Regions from separate parts of the Sus scrofa genome. Here region 1 is linked to region 2. A link is a contact called in public HiChIP or PLAC-seq data. All regions are on one chromosome and are shown on one strand. The core of a region is the stretch at or near the end of the contact, and the rest is flanking DNA. Distances in the headings are between cores, read along the strand shown.

Region 1 (4,353 bases), core at 364-2,863, 180 kb after region 2:
AATCAGACCTGAGCTGTAACTGCTGGCCACAGGCACAGCAATGCCAGATCTGAGCCGTGTCTGCAACCTACACCACAGGTCATGGCAATGCCGGATGCTTAACCCACTGAGCAAGGCCAGGGATCAAACCTGCAACTTCATGGTTCCTAGTTGGATTAATTTCTGCTGTGCCACGATGGGAACTCCAACAATGTTTATCTGTTAATGCTGATCTGTAGTGAGATTTTATGTGTTTCATCTTTGAAAATATCTTTTTACACAAATAGGTTCTTGCCAAATATTGATATCTGCCCATGTGCACAAAATTTTGAGTGTATTCATCTCTCAGAAGGCACTTGTAGAATTCTGCTAGGTTTTTCTCTTGATATTTGTCCTTATCATATCATTATCTTGTGGATTCTTCCAGTTGAGGGTTGGTAAAATCTTCTCAGTCGCACAGTTAAATGGATTTTGAAATGTGGAAATTTCCTTTGCACTTATATCAAGACCTAAAAACACTCTAGAACTACAGTTTGAGCTTAGAAAATCTGCCACAGATTTGTGTGGGAATGGAAATCTAGTTTCTTGATAGCAGTAGAAGTGTATGAGGCAGCTTGACATTGTGATTCAAACAAATTAGTTGTTATTGAAATGACTTTCCTGCAGCATTAAGTTTTACATATAAATGCTGTTTTGCCTTATGCTTTTCAGTCAAATTGATTAAAAATCTTTAAGTCTGCAGCAAAAGCTAGTTTCCAAATCTATTTAATGTTTGATAATTGTGTTTGAAGATGGTTCTTAAAGTCAGTTTTAGCCTTAGCTCAAAAATTCGCAATAAAACATTACCACTGTTAGGCCATGGACCTGTTGGTTTGTAGGGCAAGTCAAGATATATTCAGCTTCTCTATCTGACAAAAAATTACGGAACCAATGATGTTTAAGATCATAAAGGTAAATGAAAGTCACTGTTGACACTGTTACAAACCAAATTTGGCTCTGCTCACTCAAGGTGTGTTGAAGGCAAATCTGTTGACACTGGGTTGTGGTGAAGAAAGGTGCAGTATTTATCGTAAGGTGCTAAGCAAGGGAATGGGAAACAAGGCTCAGATTCACTCCACATTGGTCGTTGAGTTAGGGGTTTTCTTAAAGGGGAAGAGCAGAGGGGCTAGAATTAATCATCTTGTGACATTTCTGTGACATGTCTTTTCCTTTTTTAATTGAGATATAGTTGATTTGTATATTGTGTTAGTTTCAGGTATACAACAAGGTAATTTGGTTGTATATATACACACACATTTATATTCTTTTTTTCAATTCTGTTCCATTATAGTTTATTACAAGATATTAAACATAGTTCCCTGTGCCATATAGTAGGACCTGGCTTATCTATTTTATGTATAGTACTGTGTATCTGTTAATCTCAAGGTCCTAATTTATTCCCTTCACCCCTTTCCTCTTTGGTAATCATAAATTTGTTTTCTGCATCTGTGAGTCTGTTTCTCTTTTGTAAATAAGTTCATTTGTACTATTTTTTAGATCCCACATATAAGTGATATTATGTAATATCTCATCTTTCTCTGTCCGTCTTCACTTAGTATGGTAATCTCTAGGTCCATCTGTGTTGCTGCAACATTTCTGTGACATTTCTTAATCATTGACTTTTCAGTCAGCAATTATTTTTCAGTCACTTTAAACTCAACATAAGCTCCTTTGGGACTCAGGATGTTTCTGGTTTACCATTCTTTGGCCAGGTGGCCCATGTCTTCGGAGTCTGTTAGCTCATCTTCTCCTGGAGAAAAACCTGAGTTCTACATTAATGATATCTATAATAGCAATTTTAGTACATGAACAATGTTATTGACAATAGCAATTTTAATCATATGACTAGTTGATTAGTGTTCAGTTAGCACAGGATTGAGGTCAGAGGGGACAAGAAAGGGAATAAAGTTTTGGATAGGGAGATGAATCATAAACCCAGTAAGGAAACTCGACTTTAGAGGGACTCGGTTTCAACATTGCTGGCTCAGAAACACGTGATAGAGTCAAATATTTTCATCTAAGTAGCTGCTCTTGAATCATATAATGAGGAGTTCCTGTTGTGGCTCAGCAGAAACGAATCTGTCTAGTATCCATGAGGACACAGGCTCAATCTCTGGCCTTGCTCAGTGGGTTAAGGATCTGGAGTTGCCATGAGCTGTGGTGTAGGTTGCAGACATGGCTTGGATCCCTAGTTGCTGTGGCTGTGATATAGGCCAGAAGCTACAGCTCCAATTTGACCCCTAGCCTGGTAACTTCCATATGCTGTGGATGGGTCCTAAAAAGACAGAAAAAAAAAAAAAAAATCATACAATGAAAACTCATAGGCTTCAAACACCATTTCCACAAACTTTGTAAATTTGTCCAATTATGCTTTTTTCTGTTCCACACATACTTTTTTTTTTTTTTTTTTTTTTTTTAGGGCTGAACTTGCAGTGTGTGGAAGTTCCCAGGCTAAGGGTCGAATCAGAGCTACAGCTGCCAGCCTGTGCCACAGCCACAGCAACACCAAATCCAGGTTGCACCTGTGACCTACACCACAGCTCACGGCAATGCCGGATCCTTAACCCGCTGAGCAAGGCCAGGGATCAAACCCATGTCCTAATGGACAGTAGTCAGATTCGTTTCTGCTGCACCAAAGTGGAACTCCTGTTCCACACATAATTTTATCACCACTGGTTGTAATATATCTTAGCAGATTTCACATCTGGTTGTAGTGAATTAAGGTTCTTCTCAATGTCTTTGAAAATATTCTGCCTGTATTACTGCCCCATGAAGACTGTTCATAGTGGTTGATTTTTTTTCAGTTACTTCAAACTTAGCATTGATTCCTTTGATAAATAGCAGCAACTGATCAGTGTTGGGAACATTTTTCTGCTCATCAATAGCCAGGAAAAACCACTCAAAACCATTTGCCTTGTCATTAATTGACTATTGATGCTGCTCCCTGTGTCATTGATACTTTGAGCAACTGTTTTCACCAAAAGGCTAAAAATCTTAAGTTTTTTAGACTCTGAATTCAAATTTGTTTTAATTACATCACCATTGATTAATGTATTTCTTTGCTTGGCTAACAGATGAGCCACTTGAAAATTTTAACTTTCATTGCAGCCTCCTTGTCATTTTTAAATTTTGTGAAGACATTCTTCTCTGATGAAATAATCCTGTTTTAAACTCTCTAATATTTCTGACCTTTGCATTCATGTTAGTTGAGAATATTGTGATGAGTGTTCTGGTAATGTTGATATTTACTGTATTCTTTTAGTACAGTGTTGTTGCATAAGAAACACCATTCTTTGCCAGTTAATTTGATAGTAAACCACGTGCCACTATGTATAAAAAGGCAAACATTCAAAATCCACTTTTTTCTTGTTTTGGTATGATGGCACTGATTTTTTTTTGACAATGTCTCAGTATAGTGATACGGTGCTGTGATTTATGAGGGTGAACTGTGACTTGTAGTGTGCTGAGCAGTAGTGCAAGGCAATGAGAGCACCACCTGTGGTCTCTGTTGCAAATACTCAGCTGTGCTGTTGTGGGGCAAAAGCAGTCACAGACAGTAAATGAGTGGATGAGTATGGCAGTGTTTCAGTAGAGCTTTATTTAAAACTTGACATTTGAATTTCATATATTTTTCATATGTAATGAAACATCATTATTCTGATATTTTCCAACCATTTAAAAAGGTATAAACACCATTTTTCAGAGTTCCCTGCTGGCTCAGTGGGTTAAGAATCCAGTGTTGTCACTGCTATGGTGGAGATTTTATTCGTGGCCCGGAAACTTTTGCATGCCACAGCCAAAAAAAAAATTTGCTTGCAGGCTGTACAAAAACAGGAGTTAGGTCAGGATTGACCAAAGGAATTTACTCTGTTGACCTCTGTTTTTGCATGGCTAGGATATATGTTAATTTGGGACCAGATTTGTTGTTGATTTTCTCCGGTTTCAAATAGTATACCTAAAATCTTTTTATCTGCTATTCTACAACCAAGGTTTGGCTATTTGAAGATCCATCCTTAAAGACATTTTTATCTGAAAAAAATGATTATACTCTTATTTGTAGCTTCAAGAACAGAGAAAATGACTTGATTTTGTACCAATACTGCTTTTCTAAAATTAGCAATTAAGGAGGCTTACATTTTAATTTTACTTTAGGAAATATTTGTAAAAAGCTAACATGTTAGGTGACTGTGACCATTTATTTTTGCAAGTTCTGCAATTTAGGTGAGTGTAAACTTTATTATCATGGGACATTTCACTGTAGTAGAGTAAATTCCTTGCAATTGGTATGACTCTAATGTGACTTATTTATTTCTGAATATTCAGCAACAGCTGGCA
Region 2 (4,087 bases), core at 537-3,036:
ATGACCTGTGAAGACACTTGCATAGAGTCCAACCACCAGGTCCACTTGAATCGATGGGACAGCAAGAGCTATGCAAGAGCTGTTGGTGCCCACACATTGGCAGTGGAGGCCTGGGCCCCCTGACTCCCCCAAGGCAGGCTGGGTCAGATCTGTACCTAGCGAGGTGGACACTGCCACTGACCCCCCTCCACAGGTAGGCCAACAGGTACAGGACACGTGGCTCGTGTAACAGCTGGTCCTAGATTCCAACCCAGTGTCCCCAAGCTCTTCTGCCTGGATCTTACTGCCTGGGCTGATACAGTTATATCCTAAAATAATGTTTCCTCCAGGCCAATGGAGTCAAAGTTCTAGCTCGTGCTTCCAGCTGGGCATAACGAAGCCATACGCTAGCTTGTTCCAGTTGTACCCTCCATACAAAGCATCACTGAAAGTGGCATACAGAACCTAAAAAAAAAAAAAAACACTCGAAATTTATTTCAGATTGTGCCAACCACTGACCTTCCTGTCCTGCCTAGCCACACTCGATCCTGCTGGTTCCCTCACCAGCTGAGTTTACCACGGAGATGCTTAATGCCCTCTTGACGTGACCCAAAACAAAACCAATCAGAACAACAGCATTAATATAAAGATATATTCCACAAAAGAGTTTGGCAGTCAAAGAAAAGCATCACACTTCCTAAAAAACAAGCATTCTTCTTCCTTAGTCTACAAAGAAAATTGTAAAAAAACAAAACCAACATCATCAACAAACACCCACCAGTATACACCACACTAGCATGTACACTTCGGCAAGGAAGTAAAGGGAGCACTCCATCCCCGAACGACGAGGACAGGACTGGTACAGGACCCAGAGAAGCATTAAGAGTGTAGCCCCGCCAAAGATGCACAAATGTCCCAGCTACCCCCAGGGGGCTTATTCAGTACACGAGACAGACTTCATTTCCAAGAGCAAGCCCCCAATAGCCCTGACTGGAAGGGTGGACACGGTGACCAAGATACCCCATCAGAGGGTGGAGGGTCACCACAAAAATCAGCAACGAAATGTCCAGCCTCTGCACAGCTGCAGGCTGGGGTCTATGACTCGGCCCAGCGGCCTTGGCCCGAGGGAGAGGCGAATGCCAAGCTGGCCAGCCGGCCCTTAGCACATGGCCTGGAGAGGAGCCCTGGCCAAAGGTTTCCGGCTGGCCGTCTCTGGGGGGCTCCCTGGCTCTGCAGTGGGGAGGGCCAGGGTTCAAGTTCCGGGTAACAGTTTCAGTAGCACCAAGACCAGAGACAGTGAGGCCAAGTGAGGGGGGGCGTGGGGGGTATGTGGGCTGGGGGTGCGCAGATGTGCAGCTGGGTGACTAGGCATGAAAAGGAGAAGCTGGTGGGGTTGATTCATGAAACACTCAAGGGAACTGAAAGGGGTGATTTCAGTCCCAGACACCATGTAAGGCTGTTGAGAGAAGAATGCCAGAGGAAATGAAGACGTGGTGTGGGAACATTCTTACTCTATAAATAAACTATTTACACACTTTAGGAAAAGAAGAGCTGACTCTCAGAGGAGAGCCGTGCCCACTGCCCCCTCCTGCCATCAGGGCATAATGCTATTGAGGCTGGAGGCAGTTCCTGACCCTGGGGGCTGGGAGGGTGGTGGACAAGGCACTCCTGCGGCACCAGCCCACGCACTGGCTCAGGCTTATTTCACTTGGACATGGCTGAGGATCCTGCCAACACTCCGACTTGTGCAGACACTGCGGGCCCTGCTGGTACTCAGAGGTCCACATAAGGTGCAGCTGGCTTCCAGGCCAGCACCAATGACACATGAGTGGTGAGGAGGCCAGGATGCAACCACCAGAGCCATCTGTCCCTCAGGTCACCTCCCCCACTGAAAGACATGTCCTCTGACTCCAGGCAGACCCCTGCGGGGGTCTTGGCCACAAATCTGTGCAGGGGGTCCCTTGGTCTTCAGCGCCGGCAAGCAGAAAACAGAGAGGTCACATCAAGTGGGTGCTGAAGATGGGGTGCTGGGTGCGTCCGTTTCCCTCTGGACATAAAGTTGATGGCAGTGAAGGGCTGCGGCCTCCACGCGTGGCTCAGCTCTGCTCGTCCACCTCTGGCTCCTCAGAAGTGGTGACCTGCCTTCACCGCTTCAATGTCAGAGATCAGGGTTCTCGCCAGGAAGATGCCAAATATCTGAAAACAAAGCCGCAGAGGCAGCTGCTGTCAGCATCAGGGCCCAAAGGGCAAGGTGGAGCCCGGCAAGCCCACCGCCACCCCCCATGCCTGCCCACAGGGGCAGAGGATGCAGAGAGCAGCAACCAGGCACACGGCAAAATGAGACCAACCCACAGTTAAAACAAATGAGCCCCTGCAGCTACCAGGCTGGGTCCCTAGAGCCTAGAAGGTGCAGTCAGCAGGCACCACAGACGCAAAGTGGACATTCAGCCTGGCCTCCAACGCGACCATGTACGTCACACACCACAGGCCCGGACATGCTTCATACCCAAGGTGAAACCAAAAATGACAGGGTCACCCTGACTGGTTCGGATTCCCAAAATAACAAATTCTGAATGTTTCCTGTAAACCTGAATTCCGTAATAAAAACGAGATTCCCCGATCTGGGCTATGCTGATGTCTGAAGCTTACATCCCTGACCTCGGTGACCGAGATAATCATGTGGGAAAACTGGTGTTTTTCTACCCGGAGCAGACTCCTGTGAACTTGGTGACCTTAGGAATTTTCCTCCCCACCCCTAAATTCTTGTTGTGGTGGGTATTTGATGAGCCACTCCTTCTGAAGTCTGATTCCCTTGCCTGCTTTGCTAGCAAATTGTTTTCTTTCCTTTTCTAGATGCTTCTGTCTCTCAGCCTTCCTTTGAGATCAAACAGCTGCGTTTGCTGAGTGAAGGAGGAAAAAGTGTGTGAACAGCTGGTGACCCCAGGCCCACCTTGGTCACCCCTTCAATTGGGGGGGGGGGTCAGAGCCAAGCATTTGCTAAATGGTGGGTTTTCTGCTTCTCCTCCACGCCTTGGGCACACTGAAAAAGCTCCTGGTTTCTCTGATTCACTAAATTCTTTTTTTTGGTCACACCCACAGCATGCAGAAGTTCCCAGGCCGGGGATCAAGCCTGCGGCACAGCAGTGACGACACCAGATCCTTAACCTGCGAAGCCACCAGGGAACTCCTCTGATTCACTGAATTCTTGACTTTCTCCTACCAGTTCTTCTCCCTGCAGACACTAGGCTACTCACTCTGGGGCCTCCCACACCCTCAGCCGCCAGCATCTTTCCACACATGAAATCTGTCTCAAGGGAACAGGTAAAGCCACAAGGGGAGAGGAAGCCACAAAGGGCAGTGGGAACAAACCTGCAGCAGTGAGATGGCGATGAAGACACCGGCCACAATGTAGATGTTCCGGGGGAGCCAGCCCTCCAGCGCCTGGATGCAGCCTTTTGTGAAGATGGACTCGTCCCATTTGCTCTTCAGCTGCAGGAAAAGAGGACAGTGGCTTGAGTCCCCAACACAAGGGCTGAACCCACCCTGGTTCCCCAGGGCTCCCCCCAGAGACAGGGTAAATCTCCAGGGCAATGAGGGACCTGAGAGGCAGGGGGCAAGACACAGGGAACTCTTCAGGAGAAACACTTCTACTGCAGTTCCCATCGTGGCTCAGTGAAAACAAATCTGACTAGGATCCATGAGGATGCAGGTTCGATCCCCGGCTTTGCTCAGTGGGTTAAGGATCTGGTGTTGCCGTGAGCTGTGGTGTAGGTCACAGACGCAGCTTGGATCCTGAGTTGCTGTGGCTGTGGTGTAGGCCAGCAGCTGCAGCTCCGATCAGACCCCTAGCCTGGGAACCTCCATGTGCTGCCAGTGCGGCCCTAAAAAGACAGAAAAAAAAAGAAGAAAAAAAAGAAAGAAACACATCTATTGTCTCTGTCTCTGTTCCTCCCTGGGCAGTTTGCCTTTTTTTTTTTTTTTTTTGAAATTGTCTTTTTAGGGCTGCACCCTTGGCATATAGAATTCTCAGGCTAGGAGTCAAATCAAGCTGTAGCCGTGGGCCTACACCACAGCCACAGCAGCATCAGATCCGAGCCACATCTATGAC

What was found. HiChIP or PLAC-seq counts read pairs in DNA pulled down with a chosen protein or histone mark.
Region 1: an H3K27ac HiChIP or PLAC-seq map of alveolar macrophages shows a contact between it and region 2. The contact joins two enhancer-like sites. A contact is called at or near these places in 1 of 5 promoter capture datasets (fetal liver) and 1 of 2 datasets of contacts at active chromatin or transcription factors (alveolar macrophages).

Annotation. Positions count from the first base shown.
Region 1 is chr14:82,183,826-82,188,178 of Sscrofa11.1, reverse strand. DYDC1 (DPY30 domain-containing protein 1) reads left to right here. Exons shown (of 7, transcript XM_003133089.3): 4 at 4,342-4,353. Among named protein-coding and RNA genes, the nearest start is that of DYDC1, 11 kb to the left of the region's middle. Within about 2 kb of position 1,613, at least 3 of the 83 cell types and tissues checked have an H3K27ac peak or open chromatin away from gene starts, as enhancers often do. A contact at or near this core is called in alveolar macrophages, where this site is marked.
Region 2 is chr14:82,361,195-82,365,281 of Sscrofa11.1, reverse strand. It overlaps TSPAN14 (tetraspanin-14), which reads right to left. Exons shown (of 9, transcript XM_021074409.1): 8 at 3,349-3,468; 9 at 607-2,175. The coding sequence ends at 2,104. Among named protein-coding and RNA genes, the nearest start is that of SH2D4B, 15 kb to the left of the region's middle. Within about 2 kb of position 1,786, at least 17 of the 83 cell types and tissues checked have an H3K27ac peak or open chromatin away from gene starts, as enhancers often do. A contact at or near this core is called in alveolar macrophages, where this site is marked.